Regions from separate parts of the Sus scrofa genome. Here region 1 is linked to region 2. The links are chromatin contacts, called in public HiChIP or PLAC-seq maps. All regions are on one chromosome and are shown on one strand. Each heading gives the region's core, a stretch centred on a gene start, on an enhancer-like site or on the middle of the called end of the contact. The rest is flanking DNA. Distances are from core to core; before and after follow the strand shown.

Region 1 (4,212 bases), core at 546-3,045, 120 kb before region 2:
AAGGATCTTTGATTCTTCATGTTCTAGATAAATATCTAAGAACAAAAGTTTATACAATTCTCAAAGGCAGGTAACACAAAGATTCAATCTCCCTCCCCACCCCTTTTCTGTTAATAGACTTTGTTTAGAGCAGTATTAGTTTCGCAAACAAAAAGCAGAAGGTACAGAGAGTTCCCCTACATTCCCTGCCCTCCCCTTACATGTGAAGCCTTCCCTACTATCAATTTCCATTTTCTTTGGTTTTGGCAATAGATATGGGTTATGGAAGGAAGTCCTCTTTAAAACCAAAACTTTCATTAAAATAGTTTATGTGAAATTTTAATTGTTCTTTTTGATGTTTGAATTGTTGGCAGACTTAATTCCAACAGGCTCCTGTGTGAACTTGACAGGCTCCTTAAACTTCCTCAGTCCCAGTGTCCTCATCTCTAAAATTGGAATAGTAATTTTTGGAAGGGTTATATGAAATGTCTCAACTCTAAGCAAAGTGCCTGACACATAATAAAGATTCAGAAAATGGGCATTTTAACATAAAGTTGGCACCGCACAAACCACAGGATATATTTGTTTCCTGTGGCTGCTGTAACACATTACCCCAAACTTGGTGACTTAAGACAACATAAATTTACTCTCTCAGGCTCCTGGAAGCCAGAAGTCTGAAATCAAGGTGTAAGCAGGACTCTCTCCCTGTGGAAGCTCTAGGGCAAAAATCCTTCTTTGCCTCTTCCAGCTTCTGGTGGCTTCTGGCATTCCTTGATTTGGGACTACATCACTCCAATCCCTGCCTTCATGGTCACATTGCCTTTTCCTCCCTGCCTTCCTTATTAGGATACACGAGACTACAGCTAGGGCCACTCTGAGGACCCGGGGTAATCTCAACTCAAATCTTTAATCTGCAAAGATCCTTTTTCTGTATAAGGGGACATTTCTAGGTTCTAGTGCTTAGGCTATGGCATCTTTGGGGGGCTAATTTTTAGCCTACCACATAGGATGGCACAGTTCCTGCCCTATCTTTACAAGGCATGATCCTGGACATTTCGCCTTAAGACTACTAAGTAGTCCTTTGTTCTCCCCAGTTTATAATTCAAAACCATCGGGTTTATTTTAAGAAACTTCCTTCCTCTCCCAGAAGGGACAGTGACTCCCAGAGTTGGGTGGTTTCATTAAGGTCTCAGCACTAGACCGAATTGCTATTTTAGAGGCATTTTCCCCTCAAGGTTTTATTTAATTCCAAGATGCACTCTAGCATTATTTCTCAAACTTTCATATTCCCCGCACCTCTTAATCCAGTACGTGGTGGAGGTGTGTGAATCCAAAATTTTCGAAGTGCTCCAGGGGAATTTTATCAGCAGAGATTTAGAAACATATATTAGAATAAAATCCAGAACCCAAACCCTCGAAATAGGGAATTCCCCTTCCCGCCTGCTGGGTGTACCATGGTTACATGACTGAGTTTTTATTAAAAGGATGGAGAATCTGCACAGTATTCACTGAAAGAGTTCCCTAGCGGGAAAACTTTCAATTCCGAATTAAGTGGTAGATGACGACAGCCTGGATTTGGCAGTCCTGCTGCTGTCACTAGCCTGGAACCTCATGGGTCTGACTGATCAAGTCCCGGCCGCGCCCTCAGCGGGAATCAAGACTTGCCTGGGTGAGTGCAACTCCAGTTGTGACGGCGGCCCGGGCTGTTTAATTCCAAGATTGTAGCCCCGGCGGCTCAGGCATCCTTAGGTCCCTCGGTGTTGGGGCGGGCCAGGGAGTGGCTTTCAGCGCCACTCCTTCAAGTGGCAGCCACTCCAGAGTGGCGCGGTAGGGGGCGTGGGGAGACGTAGGCATATTTATTCTGGTGTGAGAGTGGGATGCCGGGACCGCTCTACGTTGCGGTCCCGAGTCCGAGAGCAAGCTAAGTGCAGAAGAGGCCAAGAAACTAGCGCCTGTGACTGGCCAGGTGGGGGCAGCCGTGATGCAGTGGCCGAACTCAGAAATTTTTCACGAGTTGTGGAAGTCCCTTTGGGGATGCTGGTGGGGAGCTTGGCTCAGCCAGGAGCGATGAAGGGGCATGTCCAGTTCAGCCTTCAGATGTGGGCTCAGCCGGGAGGTGATGGGGTTGTAATGCCTACCTCAGCCTTAGAATGATGGGCGGCGAAATGTCAGGGTCAGCTGTGAGTGTTGGGGTGCAGTGTCACGCTCAGCCGGGAGGTGATGGAGGTGTACAGTCAAGCTCAGCTGAGAAGCTGAGGTTCAGGGCTCAGCTGGGAGGTGATGGGTGCGAAGGATCCGCCTGAACTCCGGAGGTAATGGAAGCGCAGGCTCACGTTCCGTCAGGCCGGGTACGCGCTGCGGGATACCTCTAGCAGCTGCAGTCACTGCGAGGCTCGTTCGTTGGGGGGCTTGCTTTGGCAGCTGTGCGGTCTGGTGCTGTTCCTGGGCGCCACAGCGAGAGGCGCTGAGCCCTAGTGTCTGCTTCTGGCGCAGAGCTCTAGCAGCGGGAGGAGCCTTGCGCGGCCACCGCCTCCTCCGGCCGCAGTCTCCTCCTCTCCCTCCGCCTTCTTCGTCTCCCCCGCCCGCCCGGCCAATCCCCAGCCTTCGGCCCTGCCGAGCCGGGCCGCTTGTCTGGCTGGCGGAGGCTGAGCGCGACCCTAGCGAGCCGCGGCGCCCGCCGACCAGAGACAAGCGCGACTCCCGGGGACCCAGTTCTGACCCGTGCTGCCGCCCCTTCCCCATTGTCGCGGGGACGCTCTGGCCCTGCTGCTCGGGCCACGATTCTCCTCCTCTTCCTTCCCGAGGGGACGGAAAGGAGAAACAGCAGCTGCTCGGGGAAGAGCCCGAGCCGAGGCCCTTACCCCCGCGGCTCCGGGCTGAAGGAGGAGGAGGCGGAGGCAGAGGGAAGTGCGCGTCATTCCCGGGAGGAGAGGGTTTCACCTCCAGGCAGAGACTGCGGCTGCCAGTTGCGTAAAAGCAGCAGCGGCATCCGCGGCGGCGGCGGCGGGCGACGGTGCTGGAAGGGCTCTCTGGCCATGGAGAGAAGATCCGGACTTGGGGACGCCAGGAGCTCAGCTCCGTCGCTTTGGACTGCTGTGTAGGCACCTGAATTAGCCGACGCTAAGCGGGGGAGGGGAAGGTAAGAAGCAATGGGGTCACTGGCTAACCCCACTCCCCGCCCCCCGCTTCCCTGGCAGCCGCTGGGGGCCACTGCGAGGACGCGCACCGTGGTCCTCCGCACCTTCCCGGCTTTCCGGCTCCTGGCAGTCAGGCATTTGGGCATTCCTACAGAAACGGCAAACTTCCTCCTGCCCCACACAGCACCCTCCTGCGCTCCCCCCGCGGGTCGCCTTCCCCTCTTTGGATTAGGAGTAACAAAACTCCTCCGGAGTAAGTCCTCTCCATAAGAAAGGGTCTCTGGGAACCAAGTCTTGATTTCTTTCTCTCCCTCTCTCTTTTCATTACTTTTACGGGGATGGAAACAATGGACCTTTGAAAGTCGGTGTGAACAGCCTTAAACTTTCTGGAGAGGGTTAGCTTGGGGGAATAAACCCCACAGGAAGCCAACTACAGTGAAAAGTTGGTGGAATGTGCATTGCATAGTTTTGGCCTCAGTGCGCGCGCGCCTATGCCTTTGGGGTGATCTTTGTCTCTATTCCCCTGGGTTGGTGCTCCCCCTGCTGTCCCTCCCCCCTCCAATTTCTGTTAGTTAAGGTAAGGCGACTCGTTAAAATCCCATGCACCTTTCTTTGAAGCTGGGGAAGGACTTAGCACTGTATCCCCCACTTCCAGCTTTCCTCTGCAGAGTTGAGAGGTCTTGGCAAAGAAAGGGGGTCCCGCTCTGTGAGGACCCTTAAGTGCTGCAGTTAATGCTGGTTGTTACACCCCCTTGTAATAAAACCAAGCTTCTGATGTCCCTGGATGCTCTCTGCAGAGGATTGATTTGTGTCACCAGGTTTCCTGTGGAGCGGAAACTGCTCACTTAAATTCTCCTCATTAGGTTAGGAAAACAGACTTTGATATATGTCTCCTTTCATCAGCAGTAGGGGTTAAGGATAGAGCGCTTAATAATTTTAAGAACTTTCATTCCGCACACGAGCTACTCACTGGCTTATATTCACTCCCCTTCTTTCGGTATTGACAACGTGGTGCAATGTTGCATAACTGGATGTGTCGAGGGTAAGCAGATGCTATCTTCCTGAGCTCCTTTCTGTACAAAGTGAGAAACACTTA
Region 2 (4,367 bases), core at 1,305-3,804:
AATAGAAAACTAGGGGAAAACACCTGTAGGATTATAATTACACAACAGATTTTAAGTACAAAAAAATCTTAGTACTTTTGACAAAGTTAAAGTCATAATACAACTCATAAAACTAAGAATGTGAAGGGAATATAAAAGGCTAATCTCCTTATTGTTCAAAGTAAAGAGTCTTTTTATTTCATTGTCTAAATATTTCTTCTGCTCAATGCAAGAACAGAATTAAAATTTACTTAAAAAACAAGCATATAAAATACAATTCTATCCCCCCCCCAACTGTCCATCCTCTTGTTGGTATATAGTAATAGAAAAAAATGTTAAAAAGAGAAAAGAGATGGTTATATTTGTTTTTTTTTTTTTTTTTTGTCTTTTTGTCTTTTTTGTCTTTTGTTGTTGTTGTTGCTGTTTCTTGGGCCGCTCCCACGGCATATGGAGATTCCCAGGCTAGGGGTTGAATCGGAGCTGTAGCCACAGGCCTACGCCAGAGCCACAGCAACGCGGGATCCGAGCCGCGTCTGCAACCTACACCACAGCTCACGGCAACGCCGGATCATCAACCCACCGAGCAAGGGCAGGGACCGAACCCACAACCTCATGGTTCCTAGTCGGATTTGTTAACCACTGCGCCACGACGGGAACTCCGAAATGGTTACATTTGTGAGAGCTCTGAGTTTTTTCTCTTTCATTTTTTTCCTCCTATTGCTTACATTTAAAGAAAATCATGCAGCAATGAAGTCACTGTGAAAAATAGTGAGTGGGAGATGAAAAAGTACAAACTACATATGTAGAGAACACTCTCTCCCAAGGAGCCAGCTGTGAAGGAGAGAATAGAAACAGGGATCAAACCAGGGAGCTTTTCTCTAAAACTTTGCTAGAGTGCTTCTTGGTTTAACAAGAGAGGTGCTAGAATATATCTGAATGCAGATGAAATAGATTTAGAAGCAAGGATGTGTGCATGTGGCCTATTTAGGGAAGAGAGATGATCTGTGGAGCAAGTCTCTTCCAGAGAAAAGGAGTGTGAATAAGTTTCACAGGCCATTCTGAACTAGCCTTTATTAGGAGGTGGGCTGTTTATCTGATATAAAAGGGAAGAAGAGTTCCCTTGGGGCTCAGTGGGTTAAGGATCTAGCTTTGTCACTGCGGCAGATTGGATTGCTGCTGTGACAGGGGTTCCATCCCTGGCCTGGAAATGTCTTCATTCTGTGGGTGTGGCCAAAAAAAGGAGGATGAGAGGGAGAAGGTGAGCGCAGGTGGATGCAGGATGCTGTATATATTTAGAATCAGTGATGGGAAGTTGAGGGATTTGATAGCTAACTCCTTTTATTATCTCTGTGAAGTTGTAGACAAGTCATTGCCTGAGAATGGGTGTGGGAAGTTTAAGGAAATTAGGAAAGCATAAAATGGAAAAGCTAGTAGTAGAGAAAAATTTTAAGGTTAATAGGCACTGTTTGAGGGCTCAGTTGATGTTGCTAATTATGAATGTAAAGTGATAAGCAATCTATTCAGTTGAGTGATCTTTCTCCAGGTTTGCTGTGCTGTCTGGGTGCAGGAGTGGAGAAAGTGGGTGACTGAATTCACTCAAGGTGTGTACTTTGCAAAAAGGGTCCTAGAGAAGCTTAGGAATTTATGGAAGAAGGATTATAGTGGAATCTGAGATGAATGAAGAGAGAAGTGAGGAGCTCTGATGGGTAAGGAGAAATTGCTTTGGCCTGTGGATTGAGAGATGATGATGTTAAAGGAGTATTGTCCCTGAGACATTTGAGATGTGTATGTCTTCCTTTCATGCACCATAAAAGTAGACTAGATGGACCATTTGTATTAAGGTTCTAGTCCTAGTCTGTCTGATGTATAGCTGTGTGGTTTGGCACAAGCTACACTTGATATTCAGTTTCTTTATCTGTAAATAAAAGGGTTGAACTTGAGGAGTTCCCATCGTGGCTCAGCGGTTAACGAACCCGACTAGGAACCATGAGATTGCAGATTCGATCCCTGGGTTCGATCTGGCATTGCCGTGAGCTGTGGTGTGGGTTGCAGACGCAGCTCGGAACCATGTTGCTGTGGCTGTGGCATAGGCCAGCGGCTACAGCTCCAATTCGATCCCTAGCCTGGGAACCTCCATATGCCGTGGGAGCGGCCCTAGAAAAGACAAAAAAACAAACAAACAAAACAAAAAAAAAAGTGTTGAACTTGAGCAACGTGTCTCAAACTTTAGCATGCAGGTGATTACTTGAGTGTCTTGTTAAAAGGACTCTGGTTTAGTAGGTCTTAGGTGGGGTCTGATGTTTTGCATTTGTAATAAACAACCCTGTGATTCTGGTGTTGCTGGTTCACAGATCACATTTCAAGTAGCAAGGAATAGATGAATTCTATAGGCTTCAAAATTCTAATTATAAAATCTCAGACCTTGAAATAAATTTCCTCCTCCTTCTTGCCTTTTTCTGAGCTTTGCTGATTCATCTTGAAACCAAGTTTTGGACACTTCTGTAGTTTTCCCTAAACTGAGCAGGAAGTAAATAGAAAAAGATGCAAACCCTGCAGAATAACCCACACCCAGTAACGGAAACAGAGAGGGTTGATGACGTCTTATAGCTTGTGCCTGCCTGGGTGGGGGTAAGTGATACTGCCTTTTCCCAGGCATAGCGTGTCAAACAGGAACGTACTATCATGCAGGAAATGGCTCCAATACAAACAGGGACACCAGAGATCAGTGTTGGATGAGAGACTGATCACAGCAAATAGCTCGTTAGAGACAAGGCACTCAGATCAGTTTCCTTCCTTTGTTGTGTCAAAAGTTTTCAATGTGTCAAGGTTCTTTTCTTTAAAAAACATATGTTCCCAATCTAATATGTATACAGAGCCAATCACCACAAGTTCTCCTTCACCCAGCCAACTTTAGGTTTCATTTTGTCGTAAAGCTAAAGACAAGGAAGCTCATCTGGGACCAACATAGAGAAACTCGCATAAGCTGTTCCCATATTGTATATTTCCCATATGTGACTTTGCATTTCAAAAAGTTCCAATTATAGGGATATGTTTTTCTTGACTGAACAAGTTTTTCACAGGCAATTAATTCATGTTTCAATTATTAGAAAAACAATAGAAGCTTTAGCAGATTGAATCTGGTATTTTAGCTCCAAAGAGAAAATTTGTTATAAGGAAAATAGGTGAAAGAAAGGAAGATAAAATTTTTGTAACAGTCATAACTGTTTAAGGACAGTTTCCATTTAATGAGATGAGTGTTAGTGATGGTAGGAAATGCTGACAGTGAGTAACTGAGGGAAGAGTAGAGTCAACGTTTCCTTTCAGGATCTGTTTCAATGGAGGAGGAAATCATTCCGAGAAGTACTTTTTTGGCTTATGTTGCAAATGAAACTGCCCATAGGCCAAGTTTAGAAAGGATTGGGAAAGACACACTTAGGATCTAAAATCAGCTTCTAGCCTTCCATGCTGTGGGGCAGCTTGCCACTCTTGAAACTGAAGAAGAGCTGATGTTATCTAGGGCTTCTTCTTGATTTCTGGAGGTGGATTGGCCCTATATTTGAAGATGGCAAAAAATAAAAGAGCAAGAGCTATCTTATCTATGATAAGATAGGTTTGTCTGTTAGGTTTTCTTTAAATATCCTGACTCCATTCAAGAAATGTCTTGGGGGAGTTTCCTTCATGGCTCAGCGGCTAATGAACCTGATAGGATCCATGAAAATGTGAGTTTGATCCCTGGCCTTGATCAGTGGGTTAAGGATCCAGCATTGCCGTGAGCTGTGGTGTAAGTCACAGATGCGGCTCAGATCTGGTGTTGCTGCGGCTGTGGTGTTCGCTGGCAGCTACAGCTCCGATTTGACCCCTAACCTGGGAACTTCCATGTGCTGCAGGTGTGGCTCTAAAAAGCAAAAAAAAAATTAAAAAAAAAAAAAGTCTTGGAATATGTTTTCCATTGTGCTGAAATCTTAGCCGTCTTTATCTTTGGAAATGGTCCTTGGGTCTCGTAAATGAAAGTAAAAGTGTTTATTGGTAGCAGTCATTTGCAGTGGAGCAAATAATCTACTGAACTATGAAAAGAGCAGTTTCCACAGGAAAAGAACATTGTATACAGTAAACACAAATATACTCCCTGCTGCCTTTCTTCCTCCACCTCTTAACTTGTCTTCATACATAGTTTGAATTCCATACATAGTTACAGAATTGATGACAGCATTGACTAAGCTGAAGTGTCATAAAGGGTCACTCTAATAATAAAGCCAGAGCTCATTGATGGATTGAAATGAGGGAGAAGAAACTGGAATAACATTGCAAGAATTGCATTAAGTTGCCGTTTTGTAAAGCCAAGAAATTTCAGGGGTTTTTCAATAGCAGGCATTGTGGAGATTCTTTTT

The links. HiChIP or PLAC-seq counts read pairs in DNA pulled down with a chosen protein or histone mark.
Region 1: a contact with region 2 is called in an H3K27ac HiChIP or PLAC-seq map of alveolar macrophages. The contact joins the promoter of TMEM2 here to the enhancer-like site in region 2. A contact is called at or near these places in 14 of 47 Hi-C or Micro-C datasets (alveolar macrophages, blood, fetal skeletal muscle and 7 more) and 2 of 2 datasets of contacts at active chromatin or transcription factors (alveolar macrophages and skeletal muscle).

What each region holds. Positions count from the first base shown.
Region 1 is chr1:225,039,961-225,044,172 of Sscrofa11.1, reverse strand. It overlaps TMEM2 (transmembrane protein 2), which reads left to right and starts at 1,795. Exons shown (of 24, transcript XM_021064792.1): 1 at 1,795-1,945.
Region 2 is chr1:224,920,493-224,924,859 of Sscrofa11.1, reverse strand. No RefSeq gene overlaps it. Among named protein-coding and RNA genes, the nearest start is that of TMEM2, 120 kb to the left of the region's middle. Within about 2 kb of position 2,554, at least 25 of the 83 cell types and tissues checked have an H3K27ac peak or open chromatin away from gene starts, as enhancers often do. A contact at or near this core is called in alveolar macrophages, liver, mesenteric adipose tissue and 3 more, where this site is marked.